3 separate regions of the Lactuca sativa genome follow, and regions 1 and 3 are each linked to region 2. Evidence: chromatin contacts called from public Hi-C data. All regions are on one chromosome and are shown on one strand. The core of a region is the stretch at or near the end of the contact, and the rest is flanking DNA. Distances in the headings are between cores, read along the strand shown.

Evidence for each region. Hi-C and Micro-C count contacts between places; a contact is called where the count stands out from the background.
Region 1: a Hi-C map of leaf shows a contact between it and region 2, with 3 times the contacts expected there. The contact joins the promoter of LOC111876138 here to the promoter of LOC111900803 in region 2. A contact is called at or near these places in 2 of 4 Hi-C or Micro-C datasets (both in leaf).
Region 3: a contact with region 2 is called in a Hi-C map of leaf, with 4 times the contacts expected there. The contact joins the promoter of LOC111882323 here to the promoter of LOC111900803 in region 2. A contact is called at or near these places in 3 of 4 Hi-C or Micro-C datasets (leaf and seed).

The regions. Positions count from the first base shown.
Region 1 is chr3:213,888,041-213,892,584 of Lsat_Salinas_v11, reverse strand. LOC111876138 reads left to right here and starts at 1,864. Exons shown (of 10, transcript XM_023872668.3): 1 at 1,864-2,481; 2 at 2,563-2,637; 3 at 2,710-2,765; 4 at 2,852-2,984; 5 at 3,075-3,171; 6 at 3,265-3,331; 7 at 3,688-3,876; 8 at 3,961-4,115; 9 at 4,189-4,290; 10 at 4,362-4,544. The coding sequence starts at 2,280. The coding sequence ends at 4,524.
Region 2 is chr3:214,098,670-214,103,569 of Lsat_Salinas_v11, reverse strand. LOC111900803 (zinc finger protein CONSTANS-LIKE 14) reads left to right here and starts at 1,522. Exons shown (of 4, transcript XM_023896684.2): 1 at 1,522-2,404; 2 at 2,861-3,031; 3 at 3,380-3,609; 4 at 3,857-4,158. The coding sequence starts at 1,643. The coding sequence ends at 3,947.
Region 3 is chr3:214,253,155-214,257,752 of Lsat_Salinas_v11, reverse strand. LOC111882323 reads right to left here and starts at 3,145. Exons shown (of 6, transcript XM_023878681.3): 1 at 2,846-3,145; 2 at 1,897-1,995; 3 at 1,709-1,817; 4 at 1,537-1,608; 5 at 1,400-1,405; 6 at 1,026-1,319. The coding sequence starts at 3,033. The coding sequence ends at 1,200.

The DNA.
Region 1 (4,544 bases), core at 615-3,114, 210 kb after region 2:
CCATTTATGACAAGGGTATCTTTTAGTATTTGCGCGAAATAACTAAGGAAAATCTTCAGAAAAGTCCTAAAATTTTACCCTAATTTACGAAAAAGTCCCAAATTAAAATTTGTTTACGAAAAATCATGAATTACCGGTAAAAATGGCGATTTGACCCCTTTTTTCCGGTTTACCGGTTTTATTACTTACATGTTTCACTAAAGTCTCATTATTTTACTCTAATTTGCAAATAAGTCCCAAAATAAAATTTACTGATGATTTGACCCTTTTCTTCTTCTAACATACATTTTATCGGTTTCATTGTTGACTTAGACACCTAGTCATTAAATTAGCTGATAAGATGAATATGATGGGTTATATAATGCCCACATTTATTGTAAAATTTGATACCCATCTTATCGGCTCATTTATTACTATGTATCTACGTCAGCAATGAAACCAATAAAATGTGTGTTTCCAAGAAAAAATGGCAGAAAATGAGTTGATGTCTGATGAGATGGATATATTGGGTTACATAAGATTAGATAGACAATTTGATATTTCTTATAAACGTAAAAAATAATGCAGTTGTTATTAGTTTATGTAATTATTGTAGTCTTCGTTGGATGCATTTTATGTTCGAAAAAGATATACAATATATCAAGATATCAAGTTTTATGCTAAACATAGCATTATATAACTTAACATATTCATCTCATCATCTCATTTAATGACTAGGTGTCCAGATCAGCAATGAAACCGGTAAAATGTATGTTATATAGAGAAAATAGTCAAATCATCAGTAAATTTTATTTTGGGACTTATTCGCAAATTAAGGTAAAATAATGGGACTTTAGTAAAAAAGGTAAGTAATAAAACCAATAAACCGGAAACAAGGGGTCAAATCGCCATTTTTACCGGTAATTCATGCTTTTTCGTAAACAAAATTTAGTTTGAGACTTTTTCGTAAATTAGGGTAAAATTTTAGGACTTTTCTGGAGATTTCCCAATAACTAATCGTCAATATAAACTAATTTATGTATCAATATAAACTAATTTATAATAGTTTACACAACTATTATAAGGATCCGATGTCGTTCCTTGTGAAATGTTGAAGGGGAAGTGATGTAATACTATGTGACATGACAAGCATCTGAATCTCATCGACGTCCTTATCACAATCCTCATATTCATCCTCTTCGTTCCCAAATTCTAACCTTTCCTCCTCAATCTAATCAATCAAGGTTCATTGAGAGCAGTCCACATATATGCTTATTCTAATACCATTAGCATACCTACAATGACTCTTGATCAGCATAGTAATAAATATCATTACATTTGTCTTTAGTTAACATTTCAAGAAAGAGATGGAATCCTTATACTCTGTACAACTAAAAGAGATATCTTTAACTTAAGCAATAAGATCATTGAAGTATACTAGAAGTTTAGATGGGAAAACACCTTCGTTGTTAAAATCTACAGTTAACAAAACACATGGAGATGAAATTGTCTTCAAGAGTTAATGAACAATAATAGCAAAGAATCGACCAACTTATTTTAACATGATGTAAAATTATTTATGTTGATAAATTCCTGAATCTGTGTAAACTCTTATTTTGCCACTTTTAATACTTGTTTTGTTTGGAACGACATCGGATCCTTATAATAGTTGTTATTATAACTTGTTTATTAATTTATGTATGCATATTTTAATATGTCACTTATCAATTTATGCATTACACTACTAGTCGGTTGCATGAATCAGTAACAATGTAAACACACAAAAATCGATGAAAATTTTATTTTACTACATAAACTAGTTAATAAAAAAATATAAATTAATTGGTCATCCTTTCTATAATCAATTGTTCAAAGGTAAGATGTTAGAGAAGATGAAACAAGTCACTTTTACCAAGATGAAGTTCAATCATGGCTACCCTGGTCCTTGATCTGCGCTCATCCAACACAATAACCCATGTACATGCACATGCTAACGCCATGAATGAATTCACAAAGAGATCTGAGCTCAGCTTCCCCATTTATTTAATCCAATTCCAGGTGTATGAAACAATGTACACCATTAATTTCCCATATCGCAGACAGCTTCAAGTTGCACGAATGCTTCTATCAAATCAAAATTGGAGTAAAGAATCCATCAAATCACGTATCCTTCTTCCCATCTCCATCTGACATCCAATACACAAGAAGCTTCATACACATCACATCATCTGCCTAATATTCCTGTGAATTGTCTATAGAATAGCGATTTATGATCCATAATCACAACGTACAACTTCACAATGGGGTGTGCAGCTTCTGTTTACAGGGTTGGAGGGAATAAGAAGCAGATGAAGATCCCTCTTGTTACCATACTTTCTCCTTCAATTCGAGTTCCTATAAACTCCAATTTCCAAAAACCCCTTAAAGGCCTTGTTCCCAAGGATTTGGCTGATCGTCTTACCTATTCCCGGAATCAAATTGCTCTACTATCGCAACAAACTGGTTAGATTCTTCTCTGCTCCCTAATTTCAATCTGTTTGTTAAATCCCCTGCAGTTTTTTACGGATCTGTAACTTGTTGCAGATGTATCAGCTGTTCCTGAATTGCTACGTGCATTGGAGGAGTACTTACCATTATTAATTGGCCTCACTGATCAAGGTTTATAACGTTTTCGTATATTCGATAGATTAGTTATACTCGTACTAATTTCGTTGTTAATTTGCGTATCAGAACTTGGTTTCCGAGAACTCGTTGAATTCAAATGGAAAGGTTTAGACGATCGACAAGTAAGGATTCGATTAACTCAATACCCTTTTCGATTTTCTGTTCATGTGAATTCCTTTTGTAATCCAATATCCACTTCGATGAACAGGAAATAAGTGTTGCAGATTCCTGGTTTGAATTACTATCTGTTGTTCATATGATGGCGATGCTGACATTAATGGAGGCAAACTCAAAACTAATTCCTAATCAAACTGTCACTACTGAAGAAGTCGAATCTACAGGTACGAAACCCTTATCTATTACGATCATCCAACTTCAAATCCGTCTCTGAAAAAGTTCGATTGATCTTTGATTTTTCTTGTTAACCATAGATAACATCAGATGCGCTGTCGACTTATTGGTGAAGGCAGCTGGGTACCTTCAATTCTGTCTTCAAGAAATTCTTGTCCGAATTCCACCTCACATCAAGTACGTTTAGATTTTCAAATAAGCCATTGATCTTCACAAAAAATTCATATTAATGGACCAAATCATGTAATTCACATCTTGCTTTATGATCAGGATGAAGCTTCCTGTAGATTTGCAGGAGAATGTAATTGAGGCCGCTTATATTCAAGCACTAGCACAGGTATGTCCCTTTTAGACAGCTTTTACAGTAGATGATAAAACATGCTTTCCTGTGTTTGACAGCTTTTAATTTTCTCAAGTCTAATTTAGACCACACTCTTATTACTACTATGCTTTACTATTCAGCAGTAAAGCACGGTAGTACATACTATTCTGTAGTATTGTTAGTGTTACAAAACACTACATACTATTTTGTAGTATTGTTAGTGTTATAAAACACTAACAGCAACACTAACAATACTACTGTATTTACTATTTGATAGTATTGTTACTGTTGGTGTTAAAACAGTACAATACTTTTGTACTGTTTTGTTCTATCTTGTGTTTTTACAAACACGGTTATGACTATCCTTTCAGGGAACAGAAATGCAGCTTGCTTCGGCGGTTGAAAGTAAAAACGCAACTTTATCCGTAAAAAGAAGACTAGCATGTGAGCAACTAAGTTACTTCGGTCAGGCACACTACTGCTTGTCCACCTGTCACGACCTCAATGGATACGGAAAAAAACATCTATCATTTATCAAATGGAAGTACCTCGAAGCAAAGGTTTGCACTTTGCATTACTAAACTTATTAAATTTACAAAAATACCCCCCGCACATGTGTTTAAATCAATATCTTTGGGTATCAGGCTGCAGCATACTACTACCATGGTCTAATCACTGACAAGGGTAGCGAACCATCGTGCCACATCAGCGCCGTGTGCTGCTTTCTTGCAGCCGAAGCAATATTAACCGAGAGCAAGAAAGCATGTTTGAACTTTTGCCTTACGCTTCCCATAACAAGGTTAGATCCGTCATTTTACACAATTCCGTGTAGTACCCATTTGGGTATTAATTAGTTTTTGATGCTTATGAAGGGCTCCAACTGCATGGGGTGCTATGAAGCATTTGAATAAGAAGGTTCCGGAAACCGCAGTTAAAAAATCTCAAATGTACGCGTATCTTCTAGAGCAAGAAAAGTAAGTGATTGGTTTTTTTTTTTGTACTACTCTATGCTGTGTTTTTTTGAGCTGACCGGGGTTGAATGCAGGGGTTTGGAAGTGTTGCCCGAACTGCCCGAGTTTGAGTTGTCGTTAAAGGCAGATGAGTATGAGTTGCCAGATAAAGATGCAGCATGGGAGAGTGAAGAATGGATGATACCAAACCAGACACTTAGAAATCACTTAACAGATGATGAAGGAGATGACAAGTAAAATCATGTACAAGTATGCAC
Region 2 (4,900 bases), core at 273-2,772:
TCATCCTTTCCTTCACTATCCTTCGAGTCATACTTTCCTGCCATTTTTTCGAATAGGCAGGGTTTGAATGACAACCAATCATCTGTATACTCAACGACCCTAACTGAGTGTAATTCACCATCTACGTTGATTTGGAACTCTTCATTGACCCACTTCTTTCTCGATGTGATTACTCCAACTTTGCCCATGGATAGATCTCTCTTATTATGAGTGTTATCTAATGAGATTGTGACTTTCCCGAATCTACTAACGATACCGGAGAAACTGTCTTCACCCCAGTATTTTAGGGGAACACCATTGATTTTAAACCATGCTAACCTTTCATAAATTGTATCCATTTGCCCTCATATTACCATCCACTTAAACCATTCTTGCCATCTACCTTTGTCTTCTAAAAATTCACAGGCTTCCTTCGACGATTCAAATTTAATGGCAATTCTCAGACCTCCAAGATATTTTGTTCCGTCGTACATGAGAGTAGGTGCTGGCAAATTGGCAATATGATCAAGACTATGGGTTTCCCCTATCAGCAAATTCTTTCGTATCCATTTGCTCATAACAATTTCAGGGTTGAGTAGGATGGGGGGAGAATTGTTATGACAAACTTCTTTAGTACCTGATGCCACCTGCGCAAAGGTCCTGGAGTCTCTAACACCATTCTTGGCAATGAAGGTTGTCTAAGGTTTAGCTTGTCAACTTCGTAGAGGTCTTCTAATGTGAGTATTATCCTTCTGGTATCTGGCCAAGTTAGAAGAAAGTGTTATGCCCTGAAGTATGCCACCCTGCATTTCTTCTTCCAGAGTTCTTGCGTCTTTCACCCCAACGTATTTGATGAACGGGAAATTTTGCTTTCGTTGATTCTTCTTCCCACCAATGTAAATGTCCTACCAAAGGATTTATACAGATCCACTTTACTTGTTCCATCTTTAAATCGTGCTACATAGAAAGTAGTCACATCCTCATTACAACCCAATTTATTTGTATGCTTACTACGTCGGCATACCTCCATCCACGTATCTCTGTGTGTGCCCTCATTCTACATAAAAATTATTCCTTTATGGTTAAATATATGGGTAAGTAAAGTGTAAGAGACCCTTCTATATTTATAGAGCCATGGAGGAATTAATAAAGTAAACAAGTCAATAAAACAAAGGAAATGAACCATAAATGATTAGAGATAATAAAGAAGACAGATAGGAACACAAGGCATGTCATACATTGTCAATATCAAAGAATAGAGTTAATATGGAAATAGCCCATAAAAGATTTTACCAATGGATTAAAGACATACATTAAAGATGACACAAATACAAATATATAAAAGCGGAAAAGCCAATCTTGTAAGTTATGATTCCTCAGATAATAAATATGATTACCATAAATAAAAAGTGAATTCCAATAATTTGCTACTTAAAGTTAAAACAGATTAAAAACACGTGAAAATTTGTTGTTGATTTAATCTTAGTCAAAATCGGGAGCGTTGACGAAAGCAATAAATATACCACGTAAACAATCCTTTTCGGGCAGAAAAAGCCCCATTTGTCGTTTCCCAAATCCTCCCAAGATTTTTATAACCCTTTATCGTTTTCATCACAAATTCAATCTTCATCATCAATACCCTAAAAGCTTCAGAGATCAGATTATGTCTTGTGTCTGTGATTTCTGTAATCAGAGATCGGCGGTGTTGTACTGTAAAGCCGATTCGGCTAAGCTTTGTTTGTTCTGCGACAACGCCGTACACTCTGCAAATGCTTTATCTCTCAAGCACTTCCGTTCTCAGATCTGTGACAACTGCGGATCTGATGCCGTTTCCGTCGCCTGTTCAACTGATAATCTTCTCCTCTGCACCTCTTGTGATCACGATTTCCATGGAGACTCCTCCGTTTCCTCTTATCACAGTCGTGTGCCTGTTGAAGAGTTCTCCGGTTGCCCTTCCCCTCTTCAGCTGGCCTCGATTTGGGGATTTAATCTGAAATCTTCTGGTTCTAACGGCAATTCGTGTGAAAGTAAGTATTCCACTACGAATTTTCAAGATTTAGCAACGATACATGAGAAAACTCCTTGTTATGATGAGGTTCCGAGCGTTGACTGGAAATCTAGAGGTTCGGGTTGCGGAGTTCATAATAAAGTTTTGTATAAGCAGCTGGTGGAGCTTGCGAAAGAAAGATTTGACGGAGATGGAGCTGAATTGGGGCCTCAAACACCGAGTGGATGTGGTCCGAGGGATATTTCAGAAGGTTTTGAGTATGAGGAACAAGACGATAAGGATCTGTTGCATCAGCAAACTCCATTAACGTATTTGCTTATGCCGCCCCAGAATCCCGCGAATTCAAAAGCGAATAATGGGGGTATCACTGAATTTAGTAACATGTGGAGCTATAGCCCTAAACGCCAAACCAGTCAGGTTTGGAATTAAATAACTTGATTAGAAAATTGATAAAAACATTACCGCATATTACTCTTGATCTTGTTATAAAACCAATTAAACAATCGCTATCCATATTTGTTCTTACCTTTTAGGCTGCGTCACAACAAAACCTAAGAAATTAACATCTTACATTCGCTCTAGTACTGGAGGTGCATAAACACAGCAACAAATACAATTGGTGTCCATCTAATCATCTATAGTCACCACCAGTCTTGGCTAACTTATTTTGTACTTATTAAAGATTAATCATCAAGTACCAGAAATTCTTGTTCTTTGTGTATTTCTTTCTATAGATGGAAACTTTTACAAACTATATTGTGATTTGTGCCAACACATGTTTGTTGCCACTTTATTGTGGGGATATAAGATAAGTAGTTACATGAAGTGGGATATAACTATAAAGGCTCATCTTTATTACCATTTTGATTTCAGATATGGGATTTTAATCTAGGAAGATCAAGATCTTCTGAGGCAGGAGGTGATAATCTTGGCTTTGCAATAAACAATTGTACTGACCTTGTTGAGGATGCTTCTTTCACAACAATGGAAGTTTTAAAAGAAATGGATGCCATAAACATATCTTTTGGCACCACATCACAAAATGTAAGCATCTTGTACTACTTAGTGTTTCTTCTATCTACTTGCATTTATAACCCCAAGTTATTCATTTGGTTTTGAATGGTAATTATGGGTACTCGAGAAACTCATGAAACTTTGCTACTTCTCAAAACCATTTTGTCTATTTCTTTGTGGATGAAAGTCTTGTTAAGAGGTTTGCATTCACATCAGGCTCGAATTAGAACCGGATAGAATTCTAAGTGTTTTAGAAGTAGAAAACATTGCATTCCCCTTATCCTGATTCATTTTTCTATATTTGTCCCAAAAGAAGGTTTAATTTTAACCTCGGTGTAATAAACAAAGTAACAAAAATACATTGCTATTCCTTTTCAGAAGCAAATATCGGGTTGCATATCAACTATGGAGAGCGACAACCGAGCTGAAACACAAATGATGGAAACCAATAGAAGTAATCCCACAATTGATGGTCAAATGATGGAACACTTTTTAGCAACCAATCAAGGAATGGAAATACCCGCAACAACCAAAGTAGACCCGCAACAACTTGCCCAAAATAGATGTAACGCAATGTTACGTTACAAGGAGAAAAAGAAAACACGAAGGTACACACTACATGACAAGACACAGAACAGGTTGTACTGCGTTTGGCGTACATTGGACTGGACTGACAAATGGGGACAAAAATCTCAACTTTTTTTTGTCCTTTACCCAAAAAAGGTGGGATAGGATTATAGGAACTTGTTAACGTTTATGCAAAAGACGTAAATGCCCTTCATATCTATAAAGCTTGTCTAGTCCTGTCCAGTCTAGTTCTGCTGGTTATGATGAATAGCGTTAAAATGGTGATAGGTACGACAAGTGCATCCGATACGAGTCACGGAAGGCGAGAGCAGACACGAGAAAACGAGTAAAGGGAAGATTTGTGAAGAGTATTGAATGAATTATTAAAGTGGTTTGTGGTGGAAGTTAGTTTGATAAAAGGGTAGGTTTGAGTTGAAAGATAGTGGTTGTGTTTGCACATGCCTAGTGGCTAGTGGTAACCTACGACTGTTTGATAAGAAAAAGGTGGCTTGTAATGTATGGCTACGGTGATTGACTGATAATCTTTTTTTTATCCTTAAAGTTGGGAAAAGGTGTGCTTTGATGCTTGAGTTGTGGAAATGCAATCTGAGTCACCATGATCTTGTCCTGTCAACACTTACCACGTGGCAAATATTACCTCGTAACTTGAATTCAGATACTATTATGAGTGGAGCTTAAGTGTCTTCGCATTACGTTTAGTAAAAAAGACACTAATTTTATTTTATAGAAGTTTTTTTAGGGCATAAATGTCAACTTAACCTGAAATTGGGATGAGGGTAAATGAGCTACATAGAATATAAAATGGGTACCCGAATACAAACACATAAAAAAAACTATACAAATGAAAAAAAAAAGATATTTGTTCAATTGGATGAAATGAAAGGACAAATAGATTAAATTGATTAAATGACTAAGATGTGTAACGTATATTATGAAACATATTAGGTTGGCTTATTGGCTATACCAGGTATATGAATGGAAAGAACTTTCATATGGATTTTGAATTAAAATAATGCTTTCATTGAAAATTACATAATAAATATGTTGTATTATAAATTTCGTTTTTTTACCTTTATTGAAAAGAAAAAGTGAAATAAACAAGTCATATTCTTAAAAAAAATCATTATATTTTACTATACAAATCTATATATGTTTACATAAGTTTAATAGAATATATCATTTTATTCTTCCTGGATGATTCCAACATACCAAAAATATCTCAAAGTTGTACGCTTAGGGATGAAAAGCTTGAAGAAAAATCGTGCAAAAAGGGTGGTATATTCTCTTTGTTGTCATTACATTTCAAAATAT
Region 3 (4,598 bases), core at 1,896-4,395, 150 kb before region 2:
TTCATTACTGCACATCGGACAATTTTGAGATTGAGTTTGAACACCCCTTTTATTTAATGAATCTGCCACTGGAATACATCCAAACATAGCTCTCCAAACGAAGCATCGGACTTTGAGAGGTATAAGCTTTGACCAGCAGATAATAGAGCCTTTGTATGATGTCAATTTTGAGTCTATCGTGCGCCTCATGTCACCCACCTTGTACTCACCATCGGAAGTGAGGGAGAAACTGAAACCATAAGAATGAGAAGTATCAGTCACTACCATGTCTCCTATGTCGCGGTATAAACCTAGTAGTTCGTGTAGTTCGACACCCGAGGATGGTTCATGCCTCCAGTCCCAAGTAAAACCAGCCTCTGTTAAACGATTAGATAGAAGGCAACATTTAACTTTTTCAAGTTTATATAAATGAGGATATTTGACTTGGAATGGGGACTTTCCACGCCAAGAGTCCTTCCAAAATAGAATTTTAACATTCCTGTTTGGTATTAGATTGAAGTAATCATGATAGTCAATGTGGAGAGACTCAAGGGCATTAATGGCTTTCTGAATATTATTCCAAACTCCAGAAGTCGTTTTCCTAGCAAAATATGTGGCTGGCTTTTTGCTAAGATTATGAATGCTCACTATTACACGCTTCCAGAGAGTATTGTTTTCATTCATTAGTCTCCACCACCATTTAATCAACAAGACTAGATTTTGTGCTTTTAGAGTGGAGATGCCAAGGCCACCATCCGCAATGGGGGCAATGACCTTTGACCAGTCGATCCAATGAATTTTTCGCTTCAACTCCCCACCTCCCCACAGGAAGTTGCGCCTGATTTTTTTCAATTGATCAATAATACCCTGTGGTGATTCAGAGGAAAGTTTAGGACCCAAATTTCCTTTAGGCATAAGTAGAAATTTTTGAGAGAAGTTGCGCAAGTAGAAATCTTTGAAAGAAGTTGCATTAGTATAAATTTTGAAAGAAGTTCACATGTTTCAGACATATTGTATACAGTCTTTAACAAAACTCACAATGAAAATGAAAACATAACACCTAGTTAATGCCATTGCAAAATTAATTAATCCGTAATTTAACTCTTTCACATGTATGAAAACATAAGACTACAAAGCCTCTCAAACTATCTCTTTAAAGACATTTTACAAAAAAAACTGAGTCTAAAACAAAGGTCACATTAAAATCTGACAAATTATTATCAACGCTTCTTCTTGCTTCCCTTTGCAGCACCTGCCTTTGATGGAGTTGCCACCAAATACACAAATAGCACCACTATGGAAATCACCGACACTAATGACCCATATTTCGCCAATAACCTCTGCAAATTTACATAATGTAAGATATTAATTCAGGGTTAAAAACGACATTTCACATTTGTCCAAATTTCTAGTAACTTACCTTAGCCTGAAAGAGTAGCAGCCATCAAAGCACACATTCATGCACAAGAACACAGCAATGCATTATTAGTTAACAAGACTTTTATTTCAATTATAAATCAGTTTATATAAATTTGTTTTAGAAAGTAAAAGACTTACAAGATCGAATGTATTCTCACGTGGCTTATCTGATAGGATTTCAAGAGGCAGAAGTGGGGTTGAATATGCCTCCTGCAACAGTAAAAAAGATTGTTAGACTAAACACATAATATATATTTATAAATTATAATAATAAAATTAATTCATATTTTCCATGAATGATGAATTTAACCTGTAGTGCAGCCTTTGTGGGGACACGGAATGTAATAACAGCAGGTGTGCTGTAAAAGACAGATTTCACTGTTGACTCTAACTCAAAAGAGTGTGATAGAACAGCACCACTGAAAATATGACAAGTAATTATTGTGAGAATCAATTCAAGAAAAGAAAAAATCAATTCAAGAATATGATTATACATACACATCGAGTCTTTCCCATGAAGTTGAAGTGTTCCCTGAGATGATGCTGAATATCTCAGAAGACCAGCCATCATCACTGAGGCTAACATCATAAGCAGCCCTGGATGGAAAAGAGGGGGAAAGTGTGAGATTATGTAAGAAATAAATTGATATATTTGTCAAAACTTTGTATAAACAAACAATGAAATGGAAGTGCTTCATGGAAATATGCCTAAACTCATACTCCTTTCTATGTATTTTTACTAATTAGTAACATTATTGAGTTTATAATTATAACTCGAACTATTTGAATTACAATGAGCTTCAGGTCAAATATCTTCTCAATGATCATATTGCAACTGCAAGACAATGTTACCTCTATCAAGCTTTCAGCATAGATTATAAGAGGAAATATACAATGCTTTCACCATAGTTGAAATTTGAAAATATATCTTTGGCAAAAACAAGAGAAAAATATTGATGATCAAAGACCAAACATAAGACACTTTCTTGTTAACTGTTATGGTGATGCAATTGATCAGATTCTCTGAGTTCGAAAAGAACCAACTTGTATTGTATTAAATGGTATAGCGAAATGATTGAGACCACAAAGTCTTATCATTAAATTAGCAATTTTTTCTACCTGGAACAAAAATTGTACATAAGGGAAGCTTCATTATCATCTCTTGCTAGAAATTTGAAAGGCTTAATTCATAATTCATAGCTAAAGAATATAGCTGTCTAATCAATATCCGATTGTAACAGAAACACCGGATCCATAATTAATTAGATGGCTTGAGGCCTTGAGCATAGACGATTCCATCGATCTATTCAGATCCATGGAATAAGAAAGCAACCAAACGCCTAAAATATGGATCGGAATGTGCAGATGGCAAATCGAATTTGTGGAGCAACTACATGAAGAGATCTATGTAAAGTAAATACGAGAAAAGAAGGTGGAAGCTACATACGCAGATCCTTGGTTATATATGTCGATAGAAACGGAGACTTTTTCGGCGCCGGATTTGAGTCTGTTGAGTGTAGCTTTCTTGTGAGCTACGATGAAAGGAGAATCGGAGCCGGCAATTGCCGATGATGAGGCTATGAAGAAGACTAATACTAGAGAGAGGAGAGAATTCATCATCGTGATCTTCGCCATTTTTCCGTTTGAGGTGAAGGTTGAGATTTTGTCGGATCTTAAAAGTATTTCAATATATATTTATTTTCTGAGATCCAGTTAGGAATCAGGATGATCGCAAGTTCGTAATTGATAGATCAAAATCAAAGTCAAAGAGTAGGGTTTCAGTCTCGGAAATCAGATTCGACCCACTCACTTAGTTAGGTAGGTGTTTAAAGCCCATGAAGGCCTGCTCTGCTCAACCCAAACTAACTGGTGCACATACCGGATAGCTCTTGTATCCAGGAAAAAACTTGATTCGGATATATCTTTTTTTTTTTTTTTTCCGAACGACATAATTACAATGAAACGAAACTAGCGAGACGCTAGACAAGTTACAACATACAAACAAGAGAAACAGGAGAATTACACCAGTTAAACCAATATAAAGAACTAAATCTCCCTTTATATTTCAACCAATTGAAAGAGATTAATTGGATATCATCGGTTGTCTTCATTGGGTTGCTCCCGACACTTTTGAAAATTAAAGCATTTCTAGACTTCCATATGCTCCATAAAACTAAATATATTAGGGCACGTAGCAATTTCTTCATTTTCTTATTCAACACCAAAGTCTTTACCACCCCCAACATGTCAGAAACATTCATAGGAACAGAATTCAATAACATTGACCAGTTACATAACCAGCTCCAAACTTTTTTTTTACAAAACTACACTTAAAAAACAGATGGTCGACATCTTCCTGTTCAATACCACAGAGCGGGCAAAGATACGATGGCAAAGTCACACCTCTAACAAGAAGGTTGTCGACAACTGGAATCCTATTTAAACATAAATGCCAAACAAAACAATTCACTTTTAGAGGAGCCCAACCATCCCAATGAAAAGGAAACGGGTTTGAGACCTCTTCCGCAGTAGCCATCAAGTTCCGCAAATTTTGAACTGTAAAACCACCTGTCTCGTTACCAATGTTCTAAATGGCGTGAGGCGTGGTGTGGTGGCAAGGTCAAGCCTCAAGCTTAACGAGTCATGGCGAGTCATGGCGTTTTTCAAGACGTGATGTAAGGCGGCGATTTTGTAATAATTTAAAATTATATTACCACATAAATATAAATTTATATTAAATATAACTACTTTTTAGAATTGTTAGATCAATAACTAATAACAAAAAGTTAACAAAAACCACAATACTTGTATCCCTGATTAGAAAAGGACATAACAAAGAGCAAAGAAACGTGTCTCAACCGAAAAAACACGTGCCATAACACCCCATAACGCGCCATGGCGCGCCATATCACGTCTTGCCACGCGCCACGCCTAACAGCAACGTTATGAGGCTTTTTCGTAACGGCGAAGCCACGCCTCACGCCATGACACGCCTTTTAGAACACTGCTCGTTACCTTTCCTAACCCACGAATTAGCTATGTTTGTCAACACCACACCAACAACTTTGTTGTTTAAATCTGATAAAGCGGTTGCCTCCCTTCCTCTCCTTGGATTTGTCGACCACTGCCCATGAATTCCATCTAGACCTCTGTTTCGAATTTTGTTACTGACCATGCAATTTTTCTGCACTTCAATGCGA